2 separate regions of the Ovis aries genome follow, and region 1 is linked to region 2. A link is a contact called in public Hi-C data. All regions are on one chromosome and are shown on one strand. The core of a region is the stretch at or near the end of the contact, and the rest is flanking DNA. Distances in the headings are between cores, read along the strand shown.

What was found. A called contact is a pair of places that touch in the nucleus more often than the background predicts.
Region 1: a contact with region 2 is called in a Hi-C map of mixed tissues, with 4 times the contacts expected there. The contact joins the enhancer-like site here to the promoter of TIGD3 in region 2. A contact is called at or near these places in 11 of 16 Hi-C or Micro-C datasets (blood, hypothalamus, mesenteric adipose tissue and 4 more).

What each region holds. Positions count from the first base shown.
Region 1 is chr21:40,124,319-40,127,490 of ARS-UI_Ramb_v3.0, reverse strand. No RefSeq gene overlaps it. Among named protein-coding and RNA genes, the nearest start is that of SCYL1, 23 kb to the left of the region's middle. Within about 2 kb of position 1,345, at least 15 of the 54 cell types and tissues checked have an H3K27ac peak or open chromatin away from gene starts, as enhancers often do.
Region 2 is chr21:39,998,466-40,001,415 of ARS-UI_Ramb_v3.0, reverse strand. It overlaps TIGD3 (tigger transposable element derived 3), which reads right to left and starts at 1,342. Exons shown (of 2, transcript XM_004023478.6): 1 at 1,133-1,342; 2 at 1-199. The coding sequence starts at 183.

The DNA.
Region 1 (3,172 bases), core at 96-2,595, 130 kb before region 2:
ATTTTTTTAATTCAAGTATATTTGGTTTACAATGTTGTACTTCAGGTGAACAGCAAGTGAAGATTATATGTATGTGTATATAAATTGCATAATACATTATATACTTTTTCAGATTCTTTTCCATTATAGGCTATTACAAGATATTGACTAGTTCCGTGTGCTATATACGCTAGGTCCTTGTTACGTATAATTGGACAGTTGATTCTTCAAAACAAATTATTTTTGATTGTGCTGAGTCTTCATAGCTACCTGCAGGCTTTCTCTAGTTGCAGCCAGCAGGGGCAACTGTTCTTTGAGGTGCATGAGCTTCTGCTTACAGTGGGCTCTAGGTGCACAGGCTTCTGCAGTTGTGACTCTTGGGCTCGAGTGCAGGCTGTTGCTGTCCACAGCATGTGCAGTCTTCCTGCAGCAGGGATTGAACCCGTGTCCCCTGCACTGGCCGACCAATTTATATCCACTGCACCACCAGGGAAGTCCCTGGATAGTTATGTGAGGACATTCGTGCACTTACATAGACCATAGAGTTGAAGTGTTGGAGGCTAGGGTTCAAATTCCAGCCCTCCCACCTTGCCAGTGTCCCAGTCAGAGCTTGCTTCTCCATTTGCAACACATAACTTGAGTTCAGAAATATAGGACAGAGATTCATTTGCTAAAGCCTCTGCCCACTTCAGTATCCTTGCCTGGAGAATTCCATGGACAGAGAAGCCTGGTGGGCTAGCGCAGTCAGAAAAACCTGAGGGGCCGAGGGTATAGCCAAGGCTGGGAGACCTGTGCTAGGTACAGCATCTCCTTTAGACCTAGGTCTGAAGACCTATAGCTGGCCAGGTTTACTGGAAGGAGCCTTTTACCTACCCGTGCAGGGAATACAATCTGAGGAGCTAGGACATCTTAGGGTTTGAGAGAATGGGTGGGACCAAGAGGATATTTCAGTTGCAAATAAAGGATTATCTGCTGGTATACAGGCCATTTTTGGCCACCTGATATGCAGAGCCAACTCACTGGAAAAGACCCTGATACTGGGAATAAATGAAGGCAGAAGGGGAGAGAGAATGAGATTATTGGATGGCATCACCGACTCAAATGGATGCTAGTTTTTGAGCACACTCTGGGAAACGGTGAGGAACAGAGAAGCCTGGCATGCTGCAGTCCAAGGGGTTACAAAGAGTTGGACACGACTTGGCGACTGAACATACAAGGTCATTCCACAGGACACGTGACCACATAACCAACTTGCAGCTTGGGAACTGACAACTGAAAGATTTGTGTCCGAGTCACCTACTGTCAGAGCTTGGCCTTACTTTGTCAGTGGTTAACACCTCCCCTCCCCATGTTCCCCAGTTGTTTCTCTTCATCCCAGCCCAGCTCACAAGCAACTAAGCAGCAGAAAGGAGGCGTCTTTAAACAAGTGTCTTTCAGGTCACTCACCCATTTCACCCCTTTCCTCCCTAGATTCTTGCTCTTCCTGGAGATGGGGCTGCATGACAGAACCATACACTTATATAGGAACCAGGAGGAACACCCACACACACTCATTTTCTATTCATGAACAGAAGTTTGGTATATACATAAATGAATCACACCAATGAAGTTTTTTCAATTTTTATTAGGGGACTTCCCTGGTGGCTCAGATGGTAAAGCGTCTATCTACAATGTGAGAGAGCTGGGTCCGATCCCTGGGTTGGGAAGATTCCTTGGAGAAGGAGATGGCAACCCACTCTAGTACTCTTGCCTTGAAAATCCCATGGACGGAGGAGCTTGGTGCAGGCTGCTATCCATGGGGTTGCAAAGAGTCTGGCATGTGTAATCAAGTTTTCAAAATAGGCTTCTCCAAACACTAACTGCATGAGGAATATCTGCAAATTAGAGGCATGATAGTTACATTACGTTCTCATGTAAACACAAAGGCAGAGTTTGATGCTATTTTCTTCCACCTCCCCTAATTTTAGGGCCTAGCATCTGAAAAATGAGGAAAATGTAGAGTCTGGAGAGTAGAAGTCAAGCAAAGACGCCACAGGGATTCGAACCCCGTCCTGGAAACCAGGAGTGCCAACCACCAGCATCTTTTGCTTTTTTTTAAGATAAGAAAAGGCAAAAAAGCAAAACCTGAGAAAACAAAAAAGATTTTGTTTTCTCAGGAAAAGAAAAACCTTTTTAAGTAACCCTACTGAAGAGCACTGGAGAATCTGCTTCAGCTAAGATGCTAGCTTGGTCAAGTCTGTTATGTTCACCTGAAAAAGTCTTAGCAGAGAATTTTTGCAATCCCACCCAACAGCCCTCTCAACTGCCAAAACACCTGTCAGCTCATAAGTGTACTCTCCCACCCAATATGACAGTTCTTAGATGCTGTTTCTCCACTTACTGGTTGAAATGTTTTTTTTAGTCATTGGACAATGCCACACATCTATAACACTTTAAGAGCTTTTTAGTTGTGGTCTAAATATCATTACCTGTCCGCAGGTAAGTTAATGGTCTTTTCTAGTAGTGCAGCCCACCGGAAGACCTTGGCAATTACCTTAAAAGCGATTATGGATCATGCCCACAAGGATCCAAGCTACCAGCAGCATCGAGGTGAGGGGTGAAGGGTCTGCGCTAGGCCAAAGGCACAGGGTGGCGATGTGGCAGAGAAGTCACTTGTGGGGAGACCTTGGTTTTTAACAGGCTTCTGGAAAAGCTAGGGAAAAGTGGTTGCCCGCTTTCCCCCTTTCCCTCCCCTTCAAGCATCACTTGAGGTTCAGGCTTCATTAACAGCTGCTATGAAAACAGCCAAATATTAGGACAAGCACAGGGATATATATATATATATACAAGGTACTCAAGCATTCCTTTGAATGCTCACTCCCCCAAAGAAAGAGCCTCAATGCACATTGTCTGCCAAGGGGGTTGAGTCAAATCCTCGTTTCTAACAAGATGGGGCTGTAAGGCCGACACAATTTTGATTGACCTTAGTTAATAGCGCTTTGTTGTCTCTTGCCACAGGAAGACTCCATGGTTGTCCTACTTTAAGCCTTTGGTGCCTTTAGTGAGGGGTACCTGAAAAATCTTAAAAAAAAGGCTTAGCGCCCACCTCACCCCTCCACCCCCAGGCCAACAAACAACTTGCTCATGCTGTTGACTCCAGCGTAAAGCTGAAAGGTCATTTAACACTGAATTGTTTAGTCATAACAGATCTGAC
Region 2 (2,950 bases), core at 93-2,592:
GCTGCACCAGTCCGCCAGCAGCTTCTCTTTATTCTTGCAGATGCGGGAGATCTGAGGCTGGGAGACCTGGAAGCGCCGGGCCACCTCCGACTGGGACATCTTGGACTCATCCAGGAGTTCCAGCACCTGGATCTTCTCAGCCAGGGACAGGGCATGAAGCTTCTTCTTGCCACACAGCTCCATGGCCTCTCAGCGGCACCTGGGCGGGGAGGAAAGGGTGAGCAGGGGACCGACGGTGGAGGCCACGCGGGTTAGGAGAGGAGCGCAGCAAGGAAAAGAGAGTATATGGGGCAGGGAGACAGGTTGGTGTGGAGGGGCGGGGTGGGGGGGGCAGTCCAGGGAAGGCTGGACCAGCTGGGAGAGGGTGAGGGTACCCTGGGTAGGAAGTGAGAAGGCTGGGCTGAAAGGAAGGGAAGAGGCCAGGCTGGGTGGGCAGTGGGCCGGGCACTGATGGGAAGAATGACAGAATGGAGCCTGGAGGGGGTGGCCCCCTGGTCAGAGGGAGAAAGGGGTCTGCGGGAGAAGGATGAATAGAGCCGAGGGGACAGCTGCAGACACAACAAAGGAGCGTGGACGGGGGAGGACAGGGGGCTGGGGCCGAGGCGGGCAGGTGTACGGGATAATCAGAGCGGGCGGGAGGAATCCCCAGGATGGGGAGGGGCGGTGGGCCTAGGCTGAATTTAGATGAAAATGTTGGGGGCAGGGTGGTGGAGTGAATGAACAGAGTTGGGGGGACAGGTGTACAGACGACAAAGAGGGACGGACTAGGGGCTGAAGAAGCAAGTCTAATTTGGGGCTGGGTCCTGAGCAGGAAAGGCTGGGCCGGGGTCCGGGCTGGAGAGGGGGTGGGTGGGAGCACAAGGCCGAAAGGCAGGTGCACAGGCGACAAAGGGCAGGAGGGGTTAGGAGGCCGCGGGCAGCGAGAGGGGCGGGTTGTCCTCGGCGGAGAGGCTTGTGGCCTGGGAGGGCGGGGGAACAAGCGTCCGGGACCCAGGCAGGCCAGGAGTCGGGCTCCGCAACTCGGCCGGCCTCTCCCTCTGGTGACCCGGAGTCCATCGTCAGGGCGGACCCAGTCATCTGCCTGCCCGGCCTCCCCGCCTCCCTGCTTCCAGCCCTTCCGCTCCGCACCCACCTCAGGCGCTCGTCCCGCGGCCCTGGCTAGGGCCGGACTCTCGAGCCCCTCTCCCGGCGGCTACCGGAGAGCAGGAGAGGGACGCGCCGAGCGGACAGAGGGACTGCGCGGGCGGCGGGCGCGCGCACCCTTTGCGCGCAGCCCGCGCGGGGGTCTCTCCAGGCTGGGAAGACCGCGGTCCGCCGCTCAGCTCCCACCCGCCGCAGCCCCGCCCCGAACCAATTAGATTGGCCTCCGGTGGACTCGGTCCCGCCCCCGGCTAAGTCTCATTGGACATTGAGAAAGTGGCGGGTCGTCAGGTCCCCGGGGGGACGGAGCTTTCTGCAAGAAGGGGTGGCGAGGCGGAGACTGGTCGCGGCGGGAGTCCTGGATGCGCCGCCAGCCTCAGAGGACCCGGCCCTCAGAGCCTGACAGGACTCGGCAGCGTGGACGCAGGACGTCTTCCTGGCCGTGACCCTAGGCAGCTTCCTCATCTACCAAACAGATCTCGTTCCTCTCACCCAGTGATCTTTAAAAAATAGAAGCAAGTTATAAGCCACACAAAAGATGTTACCATGGACAGCACTGACCTCAGGTCGGTCAGCCAAGGTACAACAGACTGTTGTATCCACGCGTTCTGGGAAACAAACTCACTCAGAAGGACAATGCAGATAGTGGAGTGCAGGTTATTACACCAGCTGGCCCAAGGCAGAGTCTCCTCTTACCCAAGGACCCCGACCTGTTTTTGTGAAAACCTTATATATCTGTGAAGGAGGAAACAGAACAGGCTTCATCTTGAAAGCAGGACTCCATCTTGGGCTGGACTGTGGACTTTGAGCTCTATGCCCAGTATCTATGGAAACGACATACCAACTAGAAAACCAGACCCCTCAGATGGAAGAGCCCCAGGGCTCATACCTAGACTCTCTGCCGCCTGAAAGAATACCCTAATTATCTGTATAATCTAATGGAATCATAAATTTTATTATGCTTATTGGGGTATGACCACAGGCCTATTGATAATTGTCCACTGTTAACTACCTAGGCTTAAGGCATATGAATCACGGGTTAACTTTGATTGTATCTTTCTTTTCCTTTGTTCAGACTAGTTTCAGGGAATTTGGGGAAGTGGGTTTGGGCACGTACACTTAGGGTATTTAAGGTTTTCACAAAAACTGGTCAGGGTCCTTGGCTAAGAGGAGACTCTGCCTTGGGCCCGCCGGTGCAATAAACTGCCCTCCACTATCTGCATTGTCCTTCTGAGTGAGTTTGTTTCCCGGAATGCGTGGCTACAATACCCTAAGTATATCTGCCCAAACCCACCTCACCAAATTCCCTGAAACTAGTCTGAACAAAGGAAAAGAAAGATACAAAGTTAACCCGTGATTCATATGCCTTAAGCCTACATGGTTAACAGTGGAGAATTATCAACAGGCCTGTGGTCATACCCCAATAAGCATAATAAAATTTATGACTCTATTGGGTTACACAGATAATAAGGGTATTCTTTCAGGTGATGGAGAGTCTAGGTATGAGCCCTGGGGCTCTTCCATCAGGGGGTCTGGTTTTCCAATTGGTATGTAATAAGGGTATTCTTTCAGGTGACAGAGAGTCTAGGTATGAGCCCTGGGGCTCTTCCATCAGGGGGTCTGGTTTTCCAATTGGTATGTCGTTTCAGATACTGGACATAGAGCTCCAAGCCCACAGTCCAGCCCAAGATGGAGTCCTGCTCTCAAAATGGAGCCTGTTCTGTCTCCTCCTTCAAGACTTACTTGCTTGGGGCTAGCTGAGTTAGGGCACGTGGAGATTAATTTTTTAGTTTTGGTACCTTTTGGGCAA